Linked DNA regions of Mus musculus: region 1 is linked to region 2. The links are chromatin contacts, called in public Hi-C maps. All regions are on one chromosome and are shown on one strand. The core of a region is the stretch at or near the end of the contact, and the rest is flanking DNA. Distances in the headings are between cores, read along the strand shown. Region 1 holds the start of Atp11a (ATPase, class VI, type 11A). Region 2 overlaps Gm15348 (predicted gene 15348).

Region 1 (5,996 bases), core at 2,141-4,640, 53 kb before region 2:
TGAACTCCTCAGAAGTCAAGACTGTCTTTTTCTAATACAAATAAATGTAAGACTGGAGTGGTGGCCTGGTGGTTAACAGGCTGCTCTTCCAGCACGCCCGTGTGAGCTCACATGGCCTGTAACTCCAGTCCCAGGTGATCCTCTCTGACCTCTGCAGGCATCAGGCATGAACACAGCATGTTTACATATGCAAACACAGCATGTTTACATGTAGGCAAAGAAGCCATTCACATAAAACAGAATGAAAAAGAAGTCTGAATGAGCTGAATAGGGAGGTGCTGCCTGCTATTCAGCCACTGTTGAAGGTGAAGCGGGAAGACCACACACTTAAGACCCACCTGGATACAAATAGAGTTCAAGGCCAGCCTGAGCAACTTAGGAAGAGCCTGTCTCAAAGCAGGAACTCAAAGGACCTAGGGATATAATTCAGAGGTAGACCACTTGCTGAGCATGCACGAAGTCCTAGGTTCAATCGCAAGTTGTCACCAAGAAAGAAAGAAGGTAAAGTGGGGGAAGCCTCAGGCTTAGACAATGTGTGCTGCCTGCAAAGCAAATTTTAGAAGGCAGAGGCTCTGACAAGCCATAAAACCTAATAAATGAAATCCAGGCCCCATCACAGAAACACGTCACTCAGACATGACAAAACGAAGCTCTTGACCTACAGGGACTTGAGGGGAAATCAAATCCCTTCAGCATGAGCCAGGAGGCAAAAGGGAAAGGGCCTCCCTCCATGAGGAGCCTGGCCTGGGAAGCTGCCTCTAAGAAAGCTCTGCAACTGCTCCTGCTTGGCTGGCAGCAGTGCCCCGTGCCTCGCTTTCCGCTATTTTATCTTTCCCAAGTATACAAACCATACCCACCACCAATTCATTCCCCTACTCTCCCAGGAAAGCCCTGTGGGGAACCAACTAACTTCCACCCCTTTTTAACAGGGCTTTGGGTCAGGTAGCCAATGCATTTAATCCCAGCACTGGGAAGTCAGAGGCACACAGATCTCTGTGAGATCAGGACTAGCCTAGACTACATAGTGAGATCCAGACCAACCAATCACACTTAGGGAGATTCTCTCAAAAAAGTAAAAGTTTTGAAGGGTTCCAGAACTCCACCCCTACCCCCTAGGGAACCTTGGCATTAGGTGCTGGTAAACTTGTTGAGCCTCTCCGGGGAACCAGGCCCCATCCTTACCCCTTTTCTAGACTAAGACACTCAATCTTCACAAGAACTGCAAGGCACAGTGACAAGGACACTGCAGCAGGACAACCCTAGGAGCCAGGCCCACCAGGTCCACGGCTGCAAAGGCCTCCTCTAGCCTCTGCCGGGAGGCTCCGCAGCTGGTCCTCCGAGAGGGTCGGGTCGCTGACTTGAGCCACACTCCTCACTTTACATATCTAAGAGGAAGTGTCACTGGCTCTATATGTGCTCCTTAAAATGCCTAAGATGCATGATATGACTTAGACTATATCTGGAACATCGGCTACTACAAGAGCGCATGAGCTGTTCACACAGCTATGTGACCAACGTGTAGCATGGGGCGGACTGGCCTCAAAGACAGAGTTCTCTCTTTCATTTACCTGCCTGTATTCGCTGCCGAGAACTGACCCAGGACAAAATACCTATGACAGTGTTCTTGTCCAAGGGCTGATGACTCCTTCTTTAGCAACCTATGGCCTTAGAGGGAGCTGTGGTGCTTTTATTGCTCTCAGGAATTCTGACTGTGTGAAAGGCAGCAGGCTACAGAGGAGAGGCTCATTTCTGTAGAATGAGTCGAATAAACCAGGAGATAAGAATATCCAATCTCTTTTTCTCTTCTTATAAAAGAAAATATAATTTAACCTCACATCTTGGAAGATAAATACATAATAAGAAAACAAGCCATAACTGTTTCGGGGAAAAGTCAAATTAATTTCATGGCTTAGACTCGAGTTTAAGGCCTGTGGCAGAGCAGTCAAAAATGAGATGAGCAGAAGGAATAACATTCCATAACTTACATTCCAGATGCATTATCAAATAATTAAGAGTGGCAAAGTTCGTTAAGGAATATCTGCAGCCTAGATTTGAGAGAAAATACCACTTCGAAAGTAGAATAGCACAGCAAAAAGAAACTAACTTGAAATTTTACCTAGATAAGGAAATATAAAATAGCTGAAGGCTTGCCTAAGGGCACTGTGGAAGTAAAAGACAGCACCAGGGACGGAAAATTCGTCCTGTGGCCCTGGGAAGCTGGCAGGTGACTGTCTACAGGGACCAAGAAGACCACCCCTCCTCCTTTCGCTTCCCACGGGGGTGGGGTGGGGTGGGGTGGGGTGGGGAGGGCTGCAGTTTCCTAGTCTCATTCTTTGCTTACTGGAAGGCCAAAATTGGATGGAAATTAACCAGAAAAGCAAGAAGAAAAACCCGGGTAAATTCCCCTTCAGAAAAACCCACATCCAAGGACAAGTGTCACTCAGAGAAGCTAGAGAGAGCCGGCTCTGGTCCCCTCCGTACCCAGCCCGCACTGGGCAAGGCACGCGCTCCTCAAACCTGTGACCACCCCGCGCCAGCTGCCGTACAATAGGTCCTTGTGTCCAGCTTAGGGAAGACAAGCTGTCCCGGGGCAGATTCTCTCTTTTCTGTACACACACCCACTTTGCTCCATCCCGGCTGATGGATGCCACCTACCTCCCTGGTCTCCCCTGGTGAGGCACTCCGTCACTAACCGCGCAGCAGCATCCAAGGGAGCCGGGAACTACGCACTCGGACCTGGCTGACTACTTTCAGAGATGGCAAACTTCACTTCTGACTCCCCTGTGGAGGCTCCCCGCTTCCCCGCAGCCCCGTACATATGTCCCAGCCGGTCCCGGTCCCCGCGTCGGCCCGCCCCGCTGGGGCTGAGCGCAACCCCCATAAGGATGGATGTCCCTCGACCCCGGGATCGACCCGGCTGCAACTGCCTTCCGGGTGGGCCTGGCCGAGCGCAGGTGGAGCGCGGCGGGGACCCGACGGCGGGACGTTCCGGGCCTGAACCCTGACCCAGACCCGGACCCCGGACCCCGGACCCATCACAGAGAGCCACTCACGTATCTGCGCACGAGCGTCCTCAATAGACTGCAGTCCATGGTTATCGCTCCCGGCTCCGCGAGCCCCTGGGCTGCGGGCGCTAGCGCAGCCGCCCCCCGCCCGGTCACGGCCTGGGCGGCGCGGGGGGCGGCCGCGGCCCCTCCGCGCTCATGCCCCGCCGGCGGCGGCCAAGGGTCTCGGCCCGCGCGCAGGCGGCTCGGAGGAGGCGGCCTGCGCCCGGCGCTACTCCCGTCGGGCCGACGCGGCCTGCGCTCGATGCTCCGCGCCTGCTCCTCCCGCGGCCGCCGCGCCTCTGGAGCCGGCTCTGCCCCGCTGCGCCCCGCGCGTCACGGGCGCGTGTGAGCATGCGCGCGCCGCAGCCCCCGCCCCGGCCCCGCGCGCGCCGCGACTCCCTAGCGCGTCGCCGCCGCCCTGTTGCTTCCGCCTCCCTGCGGGACTGGGGGAGGGGGGGCGGGGGGGGCTGTCATCGCCCCCGCGTGGCTCGTCGGGTGCTGATCCACCCCTTCTCCACCCCCGCCCCGTTCACTCCTCTTCTAAAACGGAAGCCTGGCTGTGAGCCCAGGACTCCATGGCGAGTGCCATGGGCCTGGGTCCCTAGGCCTGCGGGGGGGGGGGGGGGGTCACACCTCCTGCCGTGGCGTGGACAGAAGACACAGGATCCTCAGGTGGCTACAGGGAGCGAACATTACCACCCCTTTTGGGACTGACTCCCTTGGAGACCAAACCAAACACGTCCTGATCCAGCTCTCATGACTCACTACTCTCTACCTCTACCTACTCCTGGGGCCCAGTCTCTGTCCTGCCTTCCAGAAACCAGGCCTCAGGGAAGACCCTCCACAGTCCTGGGTTTTACCTTGTGGTCCAGCCCCCTGTCAAATGCTTCCTGCTTCTACCTTACAACTGTATCACCATGGCTAGCACCCAGGGAAGGTGGTTCTTTGCTGCCTAGGTGTGAAGTGGCACATGGCTGAACAACCTTCCTTACCTCCAGCCCAGCCGTAATCTAGCTAATGTTTACTGGTTCCACATCCCTTGCTTTTGCTTCTGATAACGGTAGAACCAGAGACGAGGGATCTGCAGTGGCCGATCAGGAGCACCAGACCTGAGGATTAGGAATGTATTTGAGAGCGTTCTGACAGGGTGTGGAGGAGATCTGACTTTGCTATGGTTTGGATTAGACACTGGTGGCAATGGTGCCAGTGACTAAACTGATCTCCTGAGCCACCACCGCCTTCTACCCTGTTTTCTACCTAAGTTCTACACCAGTGCTCACCACGGAGCACCAGCTACAGACACCCAGCCAGCCTCAGGGCAAAGGGTTTTCTCTCCGGGCTTCCTGGACTTGCTGTGAGCCTGGTGGAGTTGGCAGTCAGCGCTCATTGGTACTCCTAGCTGTGGTGTGGACTCTTGAGGACAGCAGGCCTCTATGTCTAGGGACTAGCTGCTGGCCTCAGTGGGCCTGACTGGGCTGTTCATGTGTCTCTGATGCTCTATCTCTTTCCTACCATGACTGCTGGGCCAAATTGTAGGCTATTGGCCAATTACAATTGCAGTGGGTATTCCTGGCACAGATGTGCCTCAGGATAAAGCCTTCCTATCTATCCTTAGAGAATGTTCTACTTGGAGGAATGTTTCATTTCCTTCCTTCCTTTCTTTTTTCTTGTTTGGATTTTTGAGACCGAATCTTCATTCTAGGCTGGTCTCAAACTCTATACAAACATCCTGCCTCAGCCTCTGAAGTGTTGGAACACAGGAGTGAGCCCTGGTGTCTAGCTTATTCTTCATACAGAGCAAAGCACTTCCCTGGTGGTGCAACAGGAGTGAGTGACTTCATCCTCTGAGCCTTCACCCTTTGTGGGGCTCAGGACTCTCTGGCTCCCTCCAGCTGACACCATTCATTCTAGCAAGTGGCTGACTTGCTAATTAACACATAGAGGAACATGCTGGAGGCTGTTTAGGAAGGTTTCCTTGCTTTTAAGAAATCGAGAGTTTATTGTATATGGGATGGATCCCCCAGACATGTTGTGGATGCCAACAAGAGCCTGCTGACAGGAGCCTGATATAGCTGTCTCCTGAGAGGCTCTGCCAGTGCCTGACAAATACAGAAGTGGATGCTCACAGCCATCCATTGGACGGAGCACAGGGTCCCCAATGAAGGAGCTAGAGAAAGGACCCAAGGAGCTGAAGGGGTTTGCAGCCCCATAGGAGGAACAGCAATATGAACTAACCAGTAACCCCAGCGCTCCCTGGGACTAAACCACCAATCAAAGAAAACGCATGGTGTGGGACTCATGGCTCCAGCTGCCTATGTAAGCAGAGGATGGCCTAGTCAGTCATCAATGGGAGGAGAGGCCCTTGGTCTTGTGAAGGTTCTAAGCCCCAGTGTAGAGGAAGGCCAGGGCCAGGAAGTAGGAGTGGGCAGGTTAGTGAGCAGGGGAAGGGGGCAGGGGATAGGGGGTTTTCGGAGGGGAAACCAGGAAAGGGGATAACATTTAAAATGTAAATAAAGAAAATATCTAATAAGAAAAGAAAAGAAAAGAAAAGAAAAGAAAAGAAAAGAAAAGAAAAGAAAAGAAAAGGAGGATTCAAAGCAAACAAAAAACAAAAACAAAAAACCAACAAAAAAGAAAGCATGTGTTTCTCTTTTAAGAATGGATGCTGTTGTCTGGAGGTGCTGCTTACTGCTTTGCAGTCTCTTTTCAGACACCAGAGGACCAGAGGAGGTAGCCAGAGGAACGCATTCTTGCTGGGGACAGAAGCATGACCAAAGTGAGAGGAGCCTAGGATGTCATAGACCCATTAACCCAGGCTAACCAGAAACTTGGTAAAGAGTGAATGTAATACCAGGTGAGTTGGGTTTTCCATTACCAACAGATGTTAGCACTTTAACTTTAAACCCGTGAAAAAGAAGTTAAGACTCTGTTAAAATACCAGAAACTCTA
Region 2 (6,401 bases), core at 2,986-5,485:
GCTCAGGATGCACACAGCTCATTCTAAGTTTTGAGAAATTGCATGTATCTATCTTGAGAGAGAAAATATGTAGTGTACAATCACCAAAGGATACAGGGCAAATGTTAACACAGGAACATGGGGCAAACTCGGGTGCCCCAAATGTGCAGTTTGTAGTCTCCAGATTGAATTGTGATTCTTCTGTGGCACAGACCTTCTTCAAACATACCACACATGACATTTTCTCCAACGTTTGAGCCCTGGGCTTCATTTCTAACATGTTTGTGGTTGTTCTGTGTTGTCTTGTTTCATATTCTCTCCCTCTCCCTCTCTCTTTCTCCACCTCAGTTCCCCACGGGGTCTCACTCCTAAGTCCAGGAGTCCAGGCTGGCTTAGCACTTACGACCTTCCTGCCTCCACCTCTTGGAATCATTGGTGTGTACACCGTCACATCTGACGTCTGACACATATGCCGATTTCATCTGCACAGTTCAATATATGATATCTCAAAATAGCAAGACATATGCATAACAAGGAATGTGTTGGTTCCTTGAGCCTGGTTCCTCACACAGCACAGCTATATCCCTGGGAACGTGGGGTACACTATTCTTTAATGTGATCAGTTTTAGTGGGATCCCAGCTGGATGTTAGTCACCAAGACCAAACTACAATCAGGAGTTTGGAGCTCCACTCAGCCCTTCCCTCTGGGAGAAGGGAGGACGGGGAAGTTGAGTTAATAACTAGTCTCCCCTAGTGGCAGTGCCTCCATGACACCCCTGAACCACACCGGGTACTGTGTCTATATGTTAAGAAGATGGTGCATCCCAGTCCATGCAGATGGAGGGTCCTGTGCTCAGGGCCCACAGACATTGCATTTCCCTGTGCATCCATGTTTTCTTGTTGTAAACCAACTACTGTATCTCCCTGAGCTTCGAGAGCTGCCACAGCAAGCTACCAAACCTGAGGCTATGGATATGTCATTGAATTGTGGGTAACTTGATTAGTGTCACCTAGGAAAATGGAACCTCCAGTGAGAAATCGCCTTCATCACCCTGGCCTGTGGGCATGCTGTGGGGCATTATTGATTTATGGGGGTGGAGCAGGCAGGGAGGAGGTTCACTGTGGGCAGTGCAACTCCTGGGTACATGGCCTTGGCTATTTGAGAAAGCAGTCTGAGCAATCAGGGAGAGCAAGGCAGTGAGCAGTACCCCTCAATAGTCTCTGCTTCAGTTCCTGCCTTCAGGTTCCTGCCTTGAGCTCCTGGGTTGGCTTTTCTGAATGACAGTTGAGAACAAACAAACCCTTTCCTGTCCAAGGTGCCTTTGGTCTTGGTGTTTGAGTGAAAATGGCTCCCTAGGGCTCATAGGGAGTAGGTGTGGCCTTGTTGGAGGAAATGTGTGTCAAAGGGGCAGGACTTTGAGGTTTCCAAAGCTCAAGCCAGGCCCAGTGGCTCATTCTCTCTTCCTGCTGCCTGCAGATCCAGATGTTGAACTCTCAACTCCTCCAGCACCATGTCTGTTGCCATGTTTCCCACCATGGTGATAATGGACTACACCTCTGAAATGTAAGCCAGCCCCAATTAAATCTTTTTATTTGTGAGAGTTGTTGTGGTCATGGTGTCTCTTCACAGTAATAGGACATTAACTAAGATCATGTTTACAAAGAAGCAAACTAAAATGGGAGGGGGGGGGGTCAGAGGATATGGGATGGGGATCAGGGAGCCCTCTGTTTGTAGTCAAATTTGGCAGACCTGGAAACAACCCAGAGAGCTGTGAATGACATCTGAAATGGGTATTTTGGGGGACTAACTCTCAGCCCCTGGGACCTGTCCTGATACTGGGTGCTTAGCATTGTGCTTGAGTTTCAGGGCACCACTCTGTGTCTGCAGCACTGGGGACTTGGGTGAGGGGACAAACCACACCTGATAGGAGAGATCAGGAAGTGGTTTCACCTAAGCCTGTCTCAGTAACCAGTGAGTGTAGCTGGGATTACTTACAGGAGCATGAGTGAGGGTGGCTTAAGGGCATGAGCAACTTACAGGTAGCTATGCCATTGAAGAAGAGTTGCCCTTCATGGCAATTATCAGTTCCTTGTATGCCCTTGGAGATGGTCAGGGCCTCATGGTCCCCTTGTGCAGCCTCCACAGTCATTTGAGGGGATGCTAGGTGGTCCGATCTTGCCAGGATATCAGCTGAGTGTTCACAGTTGCTCTGTCATGTGCAGAGGACAGAGTTGCACATCAGGGGATGATTAAAAAGAAATTTGTGGCAGTTGTTTGTGTGCACATAGCTTTCCCGAGAAGCTGGGAAAGTAGCTAAGGCTGTGGCTGCTGGGTGCAATGGGAAGCCACTGTCAAACTGTCCTTCTGAAAAGGCTGCACCAACATCATCACCCTGAGCAGGGCACGAGCGTTCCTCGGATTGTCACTGGCACTTGCTGTCATTGGGGGTTCAGATTTCTGCCATTATGGGTGTGCATCTCGCTGATGTCTTAATCTGTGGATCCCTATGATACATGATCTCCCCTCCATACTCGTCCTTGCTGTCTGTCTGTCTGTCTGTCATCTGATGATGCTCAAATCTTTTGCCCATTTTTAAAATCCAGTTTTTTAAAAAAAATTTCTCATCAAGTTTTAAGAGTTCTGTGTGGATTTTGGATGACTCTTTTCCAGATATATTTTGTAAATATTTTCTCCCAGTCTGGGGCTTGTCCCCTCCTCCTCCCTCTTTCTTCACGTCTGGTTGTTCCATCTATTTAGATACCAGCTGTTACAATTTCCACTCGTTGTTATGCAAGTGTCTGTTCCTTTAATTCTCTCAGCATTTGCTCTATGTGCTGGGTTCTCTGTCACTAGATGAATTCATATTTATGATCTGTCTTTATGAATGGTTGTTTGCTCTGTTATTGTGGAAGTGTCTCTCTTTGGTTGCTTTAATTCTCTGCCTTGAAGTCTACCAAAGCTCCAACAGGGGCCTTCTGGTGAGGATAGTTTGAATGGCAGATTCTCTTCATCACTGGGTTCCAGCTGCTGACTTAGTTAAGGTTTTACTGCTGTGAACAGACATCATGACCAAGGCAACTCTTATAAGGACAACATTTAATTGGGGCTGGCTTACAGGTCCAGAGGTTCAGACCATTATCATCAAAGTGGGAGCATGGCAGCATCCAGGCAGGCATGGTGCAGGCGGAGCTGAGAGTTCTACATCTTCATCCGGAGGCTGCTAGCAGAATACTGGCTTCCAGGCAGCTAGGATAAGGGTCTTAAAGCCCATACCCATAATGACACACCTACTCTGACAAGGCCACACCTACTTCAACAAGGCCACACCTATTCCATCAGGGCCACACCTCCAAATAGTGCTACTCCCTGGGCAAAGCATATTCAAACCATGACACCTGCTTAAACTACGGCTCTGGGGACAGCTCCTAGCTGGCCCTCACTTTGGAAAGCCATTCAGATAATCTTTGAATCAGAGGGTTGATGTTGGGTTTTGTCATGATGGATTTAGGATTCTCCGATTGGGTTTTCTGCTGTCTCCCCCTTCCATGTCTTCCTCTTGATTGTTGGATGAGATTCTGTGTTATGCCATTTTCTTGTCTTCCACCTATATCTGATCGTAACTTTTTAGCAGTTGATTTGAGGACTGAGTGCTCTGAGTGTTTTGTTTTAACCATGTTAAAGTTATAATTGCAGCACTTTGTAAGATGTAGACAGAGCTGTGCCCCGTGCATACATCAGACACTCCATGCCCATCTCTTTCACTCTGGTGACTTAGGTGTTGTGTGTATACAAACTACAGTGCACAGTTAACAAACCAGAGAGAAAGAGGACGCCTTCCTCAAAATGCTGGTTATTTCCGGTGCTTCTGATTATCTCTTAAAGGTTTGAATTTCTCTCTTATATTATTCCCTAAACAAGGCCAGGAGTGGCCGCACCCACCTTTAACCCAGCACTCTGGAGGCAGAGACAGGGGGATTTCTGAGAGTTTGGGAACAACTTGATCTGTATAGAAAGTTCCAAGACAACCAGGGCTTCATAGAGAGACTGTCTCAAAAACAAACTGGCAAGCAAACAAACAAACAACCAAAGAGAAAATGAGTCAAGTTCTTACAAAGTGTATGTTTAAAATAAACCCTTCATAGATTTGTGGGTTAAAGCTCCGATGCTTTGCTTTGGGTTGCCAGCAGACTGTGAAACATGTGCCGGGCTGAGTGCATGAGGAAACCTGTCTCTGTGAGTGCCGTGGTAAGTGGCGGTGACCAGGGCAGTGACCAAGGAAGCTCTACTGTTCTTCTCAGCCCACTGGAGCACTTTGTTATGGGCTATGCAGCAAATAAGCCACAGTGAAGTTGTTCTTTTCTTCCAAGGTTTTGTCCTATTTGGAGTCACTGTGCAGACCCTTAAGGAAGTTTATAATTGTTTAAATTAAAATATTTATTGTTTTAAATTGTCTTGACGTGTTCATTTTCTTCAGAAGGTGGTCTGTGCCTCCAGCAGGGAGGGACTGCTCTGCTCAGTTTGAGCGCAGGGGCACCTAGTGCTGTAGTCTGGCTGTGAATACTTGTGAGGCTGTCTGTCAACTTGGACACTTTGTCACTGTGGACTTGCTGTCCACTGTTGACTCCGGTGCCCAGTGTCTCATGCAGTCTACCCTGCAGCTGCAGTAGGCAAAACCCTCTTTGCACACTTTCTGACTTTTGCAATGGCCTTGAGCAGAGGTTGGCTAATCCTGGCCCACATTTTCCTTTTTAGGCTTTCTGAAACTTAGCAATTGCGCTTTCCTAATGCAATTTCCTCCTTTCTGCGAGAAGCCACAGTGGCCCCAGATGCTAATGCGCTACTGCTTGCCCTTGCCCTGCACACCTCTGGTGAAGCTGTGGCATGTGCTGTGTCTATGTGCCAGTGAGTGTCACCACCCACTACACAATTGTGTCCTCTTTAGCCCATGATGGAGACCTTGTACCTCATAACTAATGTGATAGCCAGTGGAGGCAGAGCATTTGTGAGGTGATCAGGTTTAGGCGAATCATGATGATGTGGCCCCGATAATGGGATCATTTGTCCCTGTCAGAGGCCACACCCCCACCATCTCTCAACCATATCTCCATCTCTCTTCCTTTCACCTGTCATCAATTCCCTTTTGAGGAGTTTGTAATTGTTATTTTATATATATGAGTATTTGCCTACACACATATCTGTGCAGCACATGTATGTCTGGTAAGGAACAGAAGAGTGCATTGGATTCCCCAGAACTGTAGTTACAGATGGTCGTGAGCTGCCGTATGGGTATTAAACCCTGGTCCTCTGGAAGAAGAGTCCATGCTCTAAACTGCTGAGCCTTGGCTCCAGTCCTCCTCCTCTGTCATTTCTATACCACTACTCCTTCCTAAAATCTGTCTTTCTCTCTGTCTCTTTACCTCTGTCCCATCACTTTCAATTCCATCTTGGGCTCCATCTCTTACTGCCCGTCTTTATCCCTCTGCAACCCTTGCTGGCTGTTCTTGCACCAACTCTATGCCCGTCTCCATCCATATCTACACCATCTCCATCATCCCCAGCTCCACCTCACACATCCGCATCCACCTCCAGCTCCATCTTTATCATCTGCATCTCCATCACCCACATCGCCAAGTCCCTCTCTCTTCCATGTGAGGATGCACAGGGAACGTGGCTGCTTATGAACCAGGTTGAAGCCCTCATAACATTGACAAGAGTGAGAAATAACTCACCACCCAGGTTATTTTTCTGTAACTGCCGGGCTAATGTGGGTACTCTTCTACCCGCCCAAGCAATGAGTCTACCAATCCCACCCTGAGGGATGCATTTACTAGAGCTTTGCAGCCTGGATGTCAGAGGATAGAAATGAAGACAAGGGTGCTGGGAAGACAGTTCGGGTGAAGACCAATGAATCAACAAGAAAGCCGGAAGTTGTGGCAAGCAGTTTAGGGAGTATTCTTTAGGAGAGCCTAAGGTATTGTCTCCAGGGGCACTTACTATAGGGCAGGACCGAGGACAGCACCGAGTGTCCCGGGACTCCTCTTCTGCACACTTCCTCCTCACTGGTTCCTAGAACTTGTAGCTACACACTGACTGTCTGGTTCACAAGCAACTTCCTTGTTCCCTGAGTTCAAGCGCTGGAGCTGTGCATTATGCTGTATAGGCAGCACTCCGTGTGTTTGACGCTTGACTTCAGTGTGGCTGTGCCCACTGGAGCCCTACAGAGGTCAATTCTGAAGTGTAGATACACTTGGCTACTTTGTTGCTTATAGCTGCTCTTATACTCCAGGCTTTACTTGGACCTCATCAATTCCCTAGAAAGGTCCCTTTTCTGTGCTAGAGTGCTAGCCAAACAGCCATACTTGGCTGTCCTGGCTCCTCAGGCTCTCTGGCCAGGGCCTATTCTGTACACTTGGCTATCCTG

Evidence for each region. Hi-C and Micro-C count contacts between places; a contact is called where the count stands out from the background.
Region 1: a contact with region 2 is called in a Hi-C map of neutrophils, with 2.2 times the contacts expected there. The contact joins the promoter of Atp11a here to the enhancer-like site in region 2. A contact is called at or near these places in 2 of 39 promoter capture datasets (liver and neural stem cells), 1 of 15 datasets of contacts at CTCF or cohesin (the NIH/3T3 cell line), 8 of 484 Hi-C or Micro-C datasets (3T3-L1-derived adipocytes, the AML12 cell line, ECoMG-derived neutrophils and 5 more), 3 of 115 datasets of contacts at active chromatin or transcription factors (bone marrow-derived macrophages, embryonic stem cells and kidney) and 1 of 9 other capture datasets (adipose tissue).

The regions. Positions count from the first base shown.
Region 1 is chr8:12,754,410-12,760,405 of GRCm38.p6, reverse strand. It overlaps Atp11a (ATPase, class VI, type 11A), which reads right to left and starts at 3,390. Exons shown (of 30, transcript NM_001293667.1): 1 at 3,054-3,390. The coding sequence starts at 3,092. Gm33587 (a long non-coding RNA gene) reads left to right here and starts at 3,510. Exons shown (of 3, transcript XR_378725.3): 1 at 3,510-3,719; 2 at 5,747-5,901.
Region 2 is chr8:12,702,120-12,708,520 of GRCm38.p6, reverse strand. It overlaps Gm15348 (predicted gene 15348), which reads left to right. Exons shown (of 4, transcript NR_033546.1): 4 at 1-1,577. Among named protein-coding and RNA genes, the nearest start is that of Gm15348, 14 kb to the left of the region's middle. Within about 2 kb of position 4,235, at least 24 of the 459 cell types and tissues checked have an H3K27ac peak or open chromatin away from gene starts, as enhancers often do. A contact at or near this core is called in ECoMG-derived neutrophils and neutrophils, where this site is marked.